Linked DNA regions of Sus scrofa: regions 2 and 3 are each linked to region 1. Evidence: chromatin contacts called from public Hi-C data. All regions are on one chromosome and are shown on one strand. Each heading gives the region's core, a stretch centred on a gene start, on an enhancer-like site or on the middle of the called end of the contact. The rest is flanking DNA. Distances are from core to core; before and after follow the strand shown. Region 1 holds the start of OLA1 (obg-like ATPase 1). Region 2 holds the start of SCRN3 (secernin-3). Region 3 holds the start of SP9 (transcription factor Sp9).

Evidence for each region. Hi-C and Micro-C count contacts between places; a contact is called where the count stands out from the background.
Region 2: a Hi-C map of liver shows a contact between it and region 1, with 2.3 times the contacts expected there. The contact joins the promoter of SCRN3 here to the promoter of OLA1 in region 1. A contact is called at or near these places in 2 of 47 Hi-C or Micro-C datasets (heart right ventricle and liver).
Region 3: a contact with region 1 is called in a Hi-C map of embryonic fibroblasts, with 3 times the contacts expected there. The contact joins the promoter of SP9 here to the promoter of OLA1 in region 1. A contact is called at or near these places in 1 of 5 promoter capture datasets (fetal liver), 5 of 47 Hi-C or Micro-C datasets (embryonic fibroblasts, fibroblasts, heart right ventricle and 2 more) and 1 of 2 datasets of contacts at active chromatin or transcription factors (skeletal muscle).

What each region holds. Positions count from the first base shown.
Region 1 is chr15:80,251,662-80,256,028 of Sscrofa11.1, forward strand. It overlaps OLA1 (obg-like ATPase 1), which reads right to left and starts at 2,115. Exons shown (of 12, transcript XM_021076152.1): 1 at 1,952-2,115; 2 at 586-686. The coding sequence starts at 686.
Region 2 is chr15:80,373,367-80,377,733 of Sscrofa11.1, forward strand. SCRN3 (secernin-3) reads left to right here and starts at 2,487. Exons shown (of 8, transcript XM_021074976.1): 1 at 2,487-3,146. The coding sequence starts at 3,142. CIR1 (corepressor interacting with RBPJ, 1) reads right to left here and starts at 2,342. Exons shown (of 10, transcript NM_001243831.1): 1 at 2,198-2,342; 2 at 1-89. The coding sequence starts at 2,269.
Region 3 is chr15:80,323,724-80,328,090 of Sscrofa11.1, forward strand. SP9 (transcription factor Sp9) reads left to right here and starts at 1,726. Exons shown (of 2, transcript XM_021075752.1): 1 at 1,726-1,863; 2 at 2,860-4,367. The coding sequence starts at 1,843. The coding sequence ends at 4,296.

The DNA.
Region 1 (4,367 bases), core at 865-3,364:
TTGTTCTCGTAACTTTCAAATTTAGCTATTTTATAACAGATACTCTTTTATCTAGCAACTTCCAATATTAAGTTCAAAACTGTCACCTTCTCAAGTAAAAGTTCAGCCACCTGATGGCTGATCTCCCGAGAATTGAAATAAATTTATAATGAGGCTTTTAAAACTATTTCCTAAGGTATCCTACTGCATGGCCTCTGGTAGCCAGCCTAGGTACCCTAAATAGCCAGCCAGCACGAAAATCTATTTAAACTACTCCAATTCCACATGAATTCAATACTGTGTCTTTCAACAGTGTGTCAAGCAAACAGAGCTGATCTGATTCAACTTGATGTGTAAACTCTCACTGCTTCTTCCCCTGAGTTAAGCAAAACAAACAATATAAGTAACTCAAGTTTCAACAGTATCTGTGTAGAAAGCCAAAAATAAGATCTAAATGAAAACCTTATTTTGCAACATATTAATATTCCAGCTTTCTAGCCTCTTTTCTTCAATTTAAATTTTAATTACTTCAGAGTTGCCCATTTCTACAACATGATCCAAAATATTTATAAGACAAAAAATGATAAAAGCCCAACATTCACCTACCCAACATTTGGCAATCCAACAATACCAATTTTCAAGGAGGTTCCAAATCGTCCAATGATTGGGGGTGGTTTAATTGCATCACCTCCCTTTTTGGGGGGCATCTGAAATGTCAAAACAAACATACATATGAACAAGACTTCTTACTATCCCCATCGATCGAAAGCACATCTCATTACTCAAAATTCACTACTGAACAATAGATTAAGAATAAAATATATTGTATATATCAATCCAAAAGTGACACTTTATTTTTCAACAAAAATGAAAACAAAAAAAGTTCTGTTAACAATCTGATTCTGATCATTGTCAAAGCAGTCATTCCTGAGAAGTCCTGGAAAAATTGCCACATTAAAAATATGTGGCATCATAAATCAAAAATAAAATTTAACTGCCAATTTCCCATCCTGACTGTTCACAAAACATTTTCTTAACCTGACATGTGGTTGTACGAATGAAAGCATTTGAAAGCAGGAGCAGAGCTAAGAAAGCCAAAGAAAATCCATTCTAGAACCACTAGCAACCGAGTTACCTCCCACCAAACCATTCCCCCCCCAATCTGGAACCTGTTCTTTCCTATTTCGCCCCCAAGCACAATATTTCACATAAAAGGAACGGTATCAAGGTCTTTCGAACAAGTCTCTTCCACCTTTTGCACTGAAGGTACAGCTCATCAGTCCTAAAAAGCAATCTTCGGAATCTACACTGGCTATTACTGGTTGTAAATGGATCCACTAACCCTTTTTATTTACAGGTCGAAACTTTGTCGGTGCCTGCGGATCTGGCTCCAAGTTCCTCGTGCGGAATGGATCCCACTTTAGGGCTGCAAACCGAACTCATGGGGACTGCTAACGTTGCAGAAACTGGGAACTACAACTCCAGTTGAACCTCCCGGTGACACGCTGAGGCCCGGCTCATGAAGTGATATTCCAGCCTCTGATCCCTGACCCAGAGGGCCACTAAGTTCCCTCCTCAGGGTCTTGACTCACACCTGTTCCCAGCCAATCCCCAGGATGCCAAGGCACAGCTGCAGGGGCAGAGGCTCTCCAGTCTCCCGGCCTGCTACCAAGGGGTGGCCGGCCGGCCGGCACAGCTGGGCACCACCCAACACCTTCCCACTAAGGACCGGGCCACTAGCCGTCCTGGCCTCCGGAGGCTTTCACCAAGGCGTGCCGGGTGAGGCGTGGGCCGCTCTCGGGACGCGCGGCCTAGTCCAAGAGCGCCTCATTCATCCGCACTCTCCACGCCACCCGCTGCCCTCGCCCCATCCCGGCCATCCGGCCTTGGCCTGACGCCGGCCTCTGAGCAATGGGCCATGGGGTCGAAGACACAGCGGGGAGCGCGCCTGCAGCCTCCCTGAGGGCCTCACCGTGCTCGGGGATGACGGTGACACGCGGTCCCAGCGGCAGTGGGAGACGGGTCCTACCGGCAGCAGGAGGCGGGGAGGAAGGAGGAGAGAGCGCAGGCCCAGCCCCTCCACCAAGCCGCACGCACGTCGGCGGCGGCGGCGGCGGCGGCGGAACGGGCGGGCCGGGAACCGGGCGGCACCTGCGCGCAGGCCGAGAGCCCCGCCCGCCCTGCCCCGCCCCGCGCGCTCGCCCGCCCCGCCCATTGGCCGGGCCGACCGGGAGGCGGGAGTAGAGTGGGAGGAGCTGCGTGGCGCCTGAGCAGACAGGAGCCGGTGCCCCTGCCAGAGCCAGCCTGACCCCTTCCCACCCCTGACCGGAGTCTTCCGCTTTCCTTGCACATGGGGCTTCTCAGTATGGCATCTCGCTTCCTTCCTGGTCGACCCTCGCGTTGCCCTAACAGGCTCGCTCGCCGCCCTGCAGACCCACACTTCACACGCTTGACCTCAAAGCACCCTCGGCCGGACCGCTGGCCCAGAGACGGGTCGCCTGTGTCTGGCGATCAGCCGCACCAGCCCTGCTTGGCCACCAATTGAGCCCTCGAGGACCACGACCCCAGCTCGCCTCCTTTTTCTGTAACGCTCTTCAGTCAATCCAGAGAGTGAGAAGGCGTTAAACTTTCTTGTAGGAAAAAAGGACCAAGGGAAGCTAATGATCTAAGGAGTCCTTCGTCGCCTTATTGTTCACGCGTTTTACAGGCACTGTATCCTAGAATGCGTTTAATACAGTCAGTTTCCACCACCAGCCCCCTCCTTTTCCTCTGGATGGTTAAGAACAAGGGCCTTTGGAATTTGGGAATCATAGATTCCAATCTGGATTCCACTACTCATTAGCTGTGTGACCCTGACGAAAGTAACCTCTCTGGGCTTCAGTTTCCTCCTGGATAAAATGAGGCTATTGACACCCAGCTAAGAAGGTTATTGTGAGGATAAAATGAGGTAATGTGTGTAAACCTTGTAGCAACAGTACCCAACCCAAATAGGAAAGGTTCATAAATAGTAATAAGGCTATTGCTAATATTAGGGCTTCATCTCACCTCATCCCCATCTGACTACACCATGAGCTCCATCTGTAGAAGGAATTCATTCATTCATAGGTCCTGGCCTTCAGTTAGCATTCAAAAATTTATTACATGAATGCAATACCTGTCCAAAGATTGTGACACTTCTTTAAAGACGCTTTTTTCAAAAAGATTAGTCTCTAATAAAGGAAAAGATGTGAGTTGGCTGGTGTCCCCATTTTACAGATGCAGGAACAATATCAGAAAGGTTACGTAATTTGGATAGAGTCACACAACTAACTGGTAAGTGTCAGAAACCAGATTTCAAGCCCCAATCTAACTGAAAAAGTCTTCCCTTTCAGCCAAAATTCTTTCTAATAGGGACTTTTTATAAGCACAGTTGAGGCATTATTTATAATGAAACTGCATTAAGATTTTCCTTAACCCTATGAGAGTGACCTACTGAGATAAAGTAAAAAGATTTTTCTGCAAATTTGGAAATTCTCATGGACATGAGCAACTCGATTTGGGGTTTGCATTATTTTTTCTTTATATCATTGGTAAGTATGCACTATTTAAATTCTCTCAACCTACCTCCCTTGTCACAAAAACCTGGTGTTTATAAAAGCAAGTGTCTGAGTGAACACTAGCTATGAAACAGAAAAAAGCTAAATAGCCCATGTTTGTACCCACGGTCAGTATAAACTCTTATGAGTAGCCCTAACAAAGTAATTCCAAAAATCATTTACTCTTTTAGTAGTGAAGTCCTGTAATGGGCTTTCACACTGCTGCTTGCGAAAAAAGAGAGGAACCATTACTTAAACAGCTCAAGAATCCCAGAGAGCCCAATCTGCCCAGCAACCAGCCACTCCAATACTAACTGAAAACGTTCCACAGTCGTGGAGTAGTAGAATTATCTCCAACTTATCACTGTCTTTTGGCCAAATCTCACTACTTCTTCAATCTCGATATCTCTGCAATCTACCCATTCCCTTCAATTCACACTGTCAAGTCCTTGAGTCAATCACCTGTTTCTCTATTTGCAGCTACATCTTTTACTTGCACTTTTGACCACTTTTAAAGTGCCTTGACAAAGCAGGTCGTGCAGATGTCAGTGAGCTAGGCAGAGTTTGAGGAGTGGTCAATTGCTGCTCCTAACAGTTACCCAATAATAGGACTCCATTCCCATCTCACTGGGGAAAATGTAACTCACTTACAGTTACTGAGGGTCAATTCATGAGAAAGTGAATCTAGCTCTATGAAAGGTCCAATCAGCCTTGGTCAGGTGGGTGGGGGTCACACAGTAGAAACATCTCTGTGAATGACCTCTCTCTACTAATGAAGCAGGGAGGTCTCAAAGAAAGAAAGAAAAAGAAAGA
Region 2 (4,367 bases), core at 1,237-3,736, 120 kb after region 1:
TCATATGATTCTTGCTCTTTAAGATACTGCTGCATTAATTCTTCTTGTTTCTTCTTATCATATGATATTTTCTGTTCTGCCATCCATACCTAAATTAGTAAAGTAAAAAACTTAAATAGGAAGTTTGTTCTCTTTTATAATAAAATATAAAATGCTATTGTATATAGTTTATAAAATAATCTACTTTGGTCATAATATCATCATCACAAAATAACAGCTGAAAAATCTGATTTGTGACTTGATAGAAATATTTAAATATGATCATTAAAAATAACTAAACTTTCAGGCAAGAATGTCAAACTTGAGAACCGCTCTGAGCACTTGGAATACAATAGCTTCCTGCACTCAGTCCTGTGTTGTTTCAGAGAAGGGACTGGCCATCTCTCTACATGGAATATGTCTAGTTCAGTAAGGTTAAACAATGCCCACAGGTGCCAGTGGCTATCACTGACATCCCAAGAGAAGAGAAATGGAAGACAAGGAGGAGAAAGAAAGGAAAGGCAGATGTAGAAAAAAGGGAGGCGACAAGTGGGAAAACAAAGAGATAAGACAGATGTATCTGATGTCCTGCAGCTAGCTGCTCAAGGGCACCACCACCCACCACAGGTTGAATGCGTCCCTATGTAAAATTCTGAGTCATAAAAATGGTGAAGGTAGAAAGCCCACAGCCCATGCAAGGATATTTAATCATGTTATTTGCAGGTTTAAAAGGTATCAATGCCTTTCTACCTCCTTTAAAGTAAAGGACAAAGTGTCTGATAACCATTCAACATAAATATCAAGTCAAAACTTTCTCTATAAACATGCTAAGTTTTTGGTTTTTTGGTGTATCGTTTTGCCATGCCCATGGCATGTGGAAGTTCCTGGGCCAGGGACACCACAGCAATGAACCCAACTGCTGCAGTGACAATTAGCTGACTAGATAAAGGGTGATAGGAAATGATGAATCTTGAATTTCTGGCTTGTGTTACTAACTCTGTTTCATACTGATATGAGAAATGGAAGTATAACAAGAACAGCATATTTAGGATAAAAGTTCCATTTCAAGTATGTTGAGTTTGAGATGCCAGTAGAATATCAAGATAAAACTGTCTAGTATATAGTTGTCTTCAGGTGCCTCCAGCTAGGGGGAAAGATGTTGCACTGCAGCCTTGAAAGGCAGGAATAAAGAAAAGGTTTATTCATGAAATTGGCTGTGATTGCTTGGGAAAGCATATGGAGTAAGCAAGACATGGGCCAAGGATGAAACTCTAGCTACCACCTATATTTTATGAGCAGGCTAAGAATAAGGACGTGTGCAGCAGCAATTAACATTTTACTGAGTACTCCCTCTAGGTGATGGGCAGAGTGGTACTTGTTTCAAAGCCTTTGCCTACACCATCTTATTTAGTCCTCATCATAATTTCTAAAGTCATGGCAACTGATACTGATTCTTCTTCTTTGTTTCCATTTTGACTACACCAGAGGCAGGCAGAAGTTCCTGAGCCAGGGACTGAATCTGTGTCACAGCAGTGACAACGCTGAATCCTTAACCTGCTGAGCCACAAGGGAACTTGGTATTGATCATTCTTAATTTATAGATTAGGAGATGAAGAATCAGGATGTTAAATATTTTGCGCAAGGTCTTGGGGCTAAAAGCAACTGTACTGGAATAACAGAATCTAGGGCTAGTTTCAATGTTCACTCTTTCTACTTCACAATTCTGCTTTCCCCTGCCATAATATTCAGCACTTTTTTGTACTGGACTTAGTAGACCTGCAAGTGGTTATTTAAAAAACCAAAGTTCAATGAGGTCATCAGACAGACACTGCATTATTGGATGAGATAAAGAGGATAAAAATCTATCTTAAATAAAGTACAGGATAGCAAAGCTCAGAAACCGTGATCTCTGGGATCCGAAAAGAAAAAAAAATCAGAGTCTGCTGAGGGAATTGATGGGGAATCCTAACATCAGTCTTCGTATCTTAAGGATTTACATTCTAACTGACAGAAGCGAAAGACCTGACAGAGCCACTAGTCTCTTGGCTGATGAAGAATAAATGTTGAGGGCAGCTTTGTCAGTGAGTTTCTCAGCGGAGAAGGGATGAGAAATGCCAAGACTTTAGACAAGGAGAAGAGGGATCCCACAGATACTTCCACTCTCACCTCCAGAAGCTCCTGGGAACGAAGGCGCCAAAGGCCTGTTCCCCGTACTCACTTTTTTGATGTTGGATTTGGAGGCAGGATGAAAGTCCTTCTTGCACATGAAATTGGCGAAGGATTTCCCCATTTTGGAGCCTGAGCTGGGAAAGGCAGCAGCTAGATCTTTGAGCAATGTAAACAAACTCTGCGCCTAGCCGGAACTGCGCTTCCCGTAGCAGCGTGAACTTCCGGGGTCAAAGGGGGCAGCTTCCGGCAGCTGGCTCGTCGGCCTGCCTCTCGTCGCCTCTCCTTCCTTTCACGTTGGGTAGCTCCGAGACTGGTGAGGGGCGTCCACGGGGGAGGGGCTAGCATAGTCAACACTAGGAAGTAGGAAGTTGGGAACTGCAGGACAGACTGAGGGGCTTCTTGGAGAGGCTCCGGGGAGGGGCCTGGCCGCAGCTGCGCGGCTTGCAATTTGAGCGCCTCGGGCTGGGCGGCGGAGTGGGCGCTGGGTGGCGGCTCTTCTGCTGGAGGCGCTTGAAGTCAGAGATCTTTGTGAACTGACTCGAGTTACGCAAAACTTTTCTGCACCAATTTTTCTCATCTGTGTTACTAAAGTAGTAATTATTGCTCTAACCGTAGTACGTTTGTGAGGATCAAGCGATGTGATGTTTCTGAAGGCGCTTGGTGAACTAAAAAGCATATAAAATAGAATACCAACTCCACAAGGCGAGAACTCTATTTGGTTACTAGTTGTGCGGCGCCTGAGGCAGAAAGTTGTTAACTGATGGGATTCCCGCGGTGGCGCAATGGGATCGGCAGCATCTTTGGAGCGCCTCAACCGGCACAGTGGGTTAAGGATCCAGTGCTGCAGCGTTGCAGCTGTGGCTCGGATTTGATCTTCGCCGGGAAATTCTATATGCTGCGGGGTGGCTAAAAAAGGAGAAAAAAAAAAATGGGGGAAAAAGTGATGAATACGCCCTAGGAGTTAGTAAAGGCTCTCAGGGCATTCCCTCTTAAATGGGGTAGGTGTTTTCCTAACTAGGTTGCATGTTTCCTTAGGTTTCCTCACGACCCCTCTTAGCTCAGATCACCTAGTGCAGCTTGGTGGCCCTTGAGACTAGGGTTTTGAGTGGACCTAGCTGCTACTGCTGTAGGGGATCCGCCAACTAAGGCCTCTCCTGGGATGGGGGTAGGTAATGTCAAGAATAAGCAAAAAAAAAAAAAAAGCTTTTTGTGAGATATTTACTCTTCCGACAAATAATAGTAACAGCTTTCATTTACCATCTAATATGTTCTATGCGTTGTGCAAAATGTTTTAGATATTGTCTTATTAAATTCTCATAACAGCCCCCTGAGCTATTTACCTATGAGACAGGAGGCTTAGATAGAAATTAAATAGCCTGCCAAAGTTAGGTATGGTGGAACTAACATTGGAACACAAAAAGGTGCAGATCTAGGACATAAAGGTTGAAATTTACAGAAAAGAACAGAAGCAGTGGTGACCTCTCTTTTTCCATCACTCTTATGAATTTCAGGGTGAAATTGTTTCTTATTTGAGTCATTTTGTTTTCTTCTGAATGAAACATTTATTTCACGTAATTTTTGTTTTTAAATTGCTAGTGTCTGTTAGTGTAAAGTCATTTTAAGGTTTGGATATTGTAAAAACAAAGGAATGAAGGAAACTCAAACAATGTGCCATTCTAGAAGCAAACAATTTCTACTAAATTTGAAGATTGAAGATATTCCAAATGATGACACTATCCTGATATTAAATTATCAATCAGGGTTTATAATTTATGAATGTGAACATCTTCCTGGAAATAACGATTTGGAATTTTATTGACTTGTTTTTCTGTCTGTCTGATTCAGTGAGTCTGTTTCAAAATTTCAGCCTTATCGGTATTGTAATCTGTGTGTATTCTCCAGTTCAAAAGAGACCCTATCTTCCTTCCTTTGAGGAAATACTAGGTATATAATACTGGGACTTTTTCATAGTTCCATGGATGAGAATACAAAAGATTAGTAAGACATATTCTCAGCACTCAAAGATCTTTTGTCTTTTGAAGTTCCCAGGCTAGGTAGTTGCACCACAGCCAGAGCAACTCGGGATCTGTGACTTACACCATAGCTCATGGCAGTGCTGGATCCTTAACCCACTGAGCAAGGCCAGGGATCAAACCCATCTCCCCATGGATACTAGTTGGGTTTGTTAACCACTGAGCCATGAGGGGAACTCCTCAAGG
Region 3 (4,367 bases), core at 476-2,975, 72 kb after region 1:
TCTCGGGGCCGAGAGAAGAGCCACGGTGGTGGCACTTTGGGCCAAGAGATATTGCAAAAAGAGGGAAGGAAAGGCTGGGGGCACAGTTCCACGTCCTCCTCACTTGCCCCGCCTCCTCAACAACTCGTCTTTTGCACCCAAGCATTTGAGGTTCCAGGTTAAAAGTGTCTTTTAAAGCAAGATGTGGGTTTGAGGGGAATGTGGTGCATTAAACCAGTACCCAGGTCTGTCGAGGGCACTGGTATTTCTGGTTCAAAGGCTGCTCCTGGCTTTCTTAAAGTAGAAAAAGAAAGGGAGACCGAGAAGGATGAAAAACAAACCGCTCAGCGGGTGCTGAGGGGCTCCAGGACGCGCAGCTGTCCATCTGAGGATGTGTCTTCTCACACCGACTGGATCCGGAGAGGACTTCAGGATGCTTCCAGCCTGCAAAATGTGGAGGCGCCCACGTGTGGCCTCGTCCCCCGCACTCACGGATGGAGGTCGGGGAGAAAGGCTCCCTGAGCAAGGCCACGAAAGCAGGGCGCTAGAGGCGAGCCCATCTCTCAACCGGGCGCCCTTGCCCTGCAAAGGAGCCTCTAGGCCCAGGCGGTATGGGGTAGGAGTAGATTGGAGCAAGAAAACTCGATTCCAGGCAGAAACGTGACATGTAAATCTTCATCGGGTTAAACAAACAGCCGAGCAAGCTGCAGCTTCAGCTGGGGTGGCGGTGGGGGCGGACGCGGCTCGCGCTGGTCTCGGTTTCTAAAGTTGTTACAATGTGAAAATAAGCGGCTTCGTGCAGCGTGTTGTATAGGCTGATGCCTCCCACCCCCAGGCCAGCCCCCAGCGAAACCCTGCAGATAATCAGCACGTCCCACTGTTTAGTCATATTTGACAACTGGGTTAACCTGGTATCTAGGCGCTGGCAAAACGGTACAAAGGGTGCCCTCAATTACCACTAGAAGCTTCTGTTGTGAATGGCACTTGTATTACCCCCTGGGTCAGAGGCCAGAGCGACAATTAGGAAGTCACTTAGACCGCTAGAGGAAATGGCGGGATGCAGCAGGCTCCAGGCCCTCCTAACAGCTCAATGGGTGTAGACCTGGACCAACAGGCCTATTTCTCTCCTCTCGGAGGAACCGTCCCTTCGCCCCCTTCTCCTCAATGTGACTCTGAGATTAAAACTAAATCCAGTGGGAATAAGAACATGGGTAGACAAACGACGGTGATAAAATCGCGAGTGAGAATGATAGATTCCAGCTGAAGTTGTGCTCCGCAGGCGAGAGCCTGGACACACAAAGTGAGCGTTGACATTTCCGTCTCCACTTGGGCCTTGCTGGTGCGGCCTCCGCCTCGGCGCCCCCTCCCCTCCTGCCTCCTTTCCCACAAGTGGAGAGTCGAGTAGGACTGTCAGTTCTAACTTGCATCGTGTCGGGGAGGCTTGAGGGGCATGTGGCTCCATCTCAACCATACTTAAACCTGGCTTGGTGCGTGTGGGTAAATTTTTAATTGCACTGTAATTTCTTCAGTCCCTAGCCCGCGACCCCCCCCCCGCCCCCACCTCGCTAGCCTCGGTGACTGGCACGCGCCGGGAGCCCGGGCTCGGGCCCCTCGGCGCGTCTGATTGGCTGCGGGGCAGCTCCCGTCTGCTCTGCCTGAGCCCTCATTGGGTGAGAGGCGCAGCCAGCGGCACTTCAAAGCGGGTGCTCCTCGCACTTAGGCTGAGTTTAGCCGGCGGGAGCCCGGAGTCCGCTCGGCGCGAGCGCGGGGACGCGGGAGGCTCGCGGAGTAGGAACAGTTTTCGCGAGCAGCCGTCAGGCTCAGCCCCGCTCCCGGCCCCGCCGCGCCGCCCAGGGACCTGCTATGGCCACGTCTATACTTGGGGTAAGTCGGAAGTGCGGCATTTGCTTGTTTTAACTGAAGTAATTTTTCCTTATGGCTTCTCCGGGTCGGCGGCTCCGGAGAAACTGTTGCTGCAGGACTGCAGCCTCAGCGTCTTTTAGCACTTTCCACATTTCCAGGACTGATTCTTTCCAAGTTACTGGAATCCTTGGAAGAAAAGGATTTGTTAAGCAAGTCCTTTTATTATTTGATTATAAAGAAAACCTGGAGGTTTCTTTTCTTCCCCCCGTGATTTATACCCCACCCCCCTTGCTTCGGGGCTTGTTGCAATTACGCGACAGCGGTGTTTCCAGAAAACAGCCTTAATCGTTTTGCAGTCCGTGTAGTCACGTTAACATTTACACTTCTGCGGCTCCCCAGTTCGTCTGTGACTTTGAAATCCATGGCGGGGACGCTTCTCCTCGGATTCTTGTTTTCCTAATCGTGTGTGTGTGTGTGTGTGTGTGTGTAAACATTTAAAACGTTTTCTATTAAAAATAAGAGTCGAGTCATAGCCACCCTTGAGAGGAGTACCTCAAGCTTCCCCCACCCGGGCCGCTGTTTCGGCCGTCTCTGCCCTCACTTGGTGTTTGTTGTCAATGTGTTTACCTCCGTGCTTCACCCCAAGGGCGATTTGGGGGCTTCTGTGAGAGGAGTGGGCTTAAGGCGAGCGGAAGGCGGGCGACTCCAGTCCGGTTTGGGGCAGGGGTTGCTGCGACTGAGGCGGGGAGAACCGAGACATCTTGAATTTGTAGCCCCACCGAAGAACAACTTTCCAGCGCCAGGCCCCCTCGCCCTTGTGATCGATCGCCTCTGCCCCGCGCAGGGCGCGGCGCATCCTCGGCGAGCGCGGGGAGGAGGCGCGAGCCGGGGAGCCACGACCCCCCGGGGCCGGCCGCGGGGGGACCAGGCTGCTCACGGGTGCACTTTGTGTCTTCCTCCCACTTCTTCCTGCCCTCCTCCTCCTCCTTGCTCCCTCCCCCACCCCACCCACTCTAGGAAGAGCCGCGCTTCGGAACGACCCCGTTGGCCATGCTGGCGGCGACCTGCAACAAGATCGGCAACACGAGCCCCCTGACGACGCTGCCGGAGTCGAGCGCCTTCGCCAAGGGCGGCTTCCACCCCTGGAAGCGCTCCTCGTCCAGCTGCAACCTCGGCTCCAGCCTCTCGGGCTTCGCCGTGGCCACCGGCGGCCGCGGCTCGGGCGCTCTGGCGGGCGGCTCGGGCGCAGCCAACAGCGCCTTCTGCTTGGCGTCCACGTCCCCCACGTCGTCCGCTTTCAGCAGCGACTACGGCGGCCTCTTCTCCAATTCGGCGGCGGCCGCGGCGGCGGCGGCCGGGGTGTCCCCGCAGGAGGCGGGCGGCCAGTCGGCCTTCATCTCCAAGGTGCACACGACGGCGGCCGACGGCCTGTACCCGCGCGTGGGCATGGCGCACCCGTACGAGTCGTGGTACAAGTCCGGCTTCCACTCGACGCTGGCGGCGGGCGAGGTGACCAATGGCGCGGCGTCGTCGTGGTGGGACGTGCACAGCAGCCCGGGCTCGTGGCTGGAGGTGCAGAACCCCGCTGGGGGGCTCCAGAGCTCGCTGCACTCGGGCGCCCCCCAGGCCTCGCTGCACTCGCAGCTCGGCACCTACAACCCCGACTTCAGCTCGCTCACGCACTCGGCCTTCAGCTCCACCGGCCTCGGCTCCTCGGCCGCCGCCGCCTCGCACTTGCTCTCCACCAGCCAGCACCTGCTGGCCCAGGACGGCTTCAAGCCGGTGCTGCCCTCCTACTCGGACTCCAGCGCCGCCGTGGCGGCCGCCGCCGCCAGCGCCATGATCTCTGGCGCCGCGGCCGCCGCCGCGGGGGGGAGCTCGGCGCGCTCGGCCCGCCGCTACTCCGGCCGCGCCACCTGCGACTGCCCCAACTGCCAGGAGGCGGAGCGGCTGGGCCCGGCCGGGGCGAGCCTGCGGCGCAAGGGCCTGCACAGCTGCCACATCCCCGGCTGCGGCAAGGTGTACGGCAAGACGTCGCACCTGAAGGCGCACCTGCGCTGGCACACGGGCGAGCGGCCCTTCGTGTGCAACTGGCTCTTCTGCGGCAAGCGCTTCACGCGCTCGGACGAGCTGCAGCGGCACCTGCGGACTCACACCGGCGAGAAGCGCTTCGCCTGTCCGGTGTGCAACAAGCGCTTCATGCGCAGCGACCACCTGAGCAAACACATTAAGACGCACAACGGGGGCGGCGGGGGCAAAAAGGGCAGCGACAGTGACACGGACGCCAGCAACCTGGAGACGCCCCGCTCCGAGTCCCCCGACCTCATCCTGCACGACTCCGGCGTCAGTGCCGCCCGGGCGGCGGCGGCCGCGGCGGCGGCGGCGGCCGCGGCGGCAGCGGCTGCGGCCTCGGCGGGAGGCAAGGAAGCCGCGTCTGGCCCCAACGACTCTTAGAGGCCGGGCGTGAGGCGCGAGCGAGCGAGCGAGCGACTAGAGACTATGAGAACGAGCGAGAGGTTCGGAGG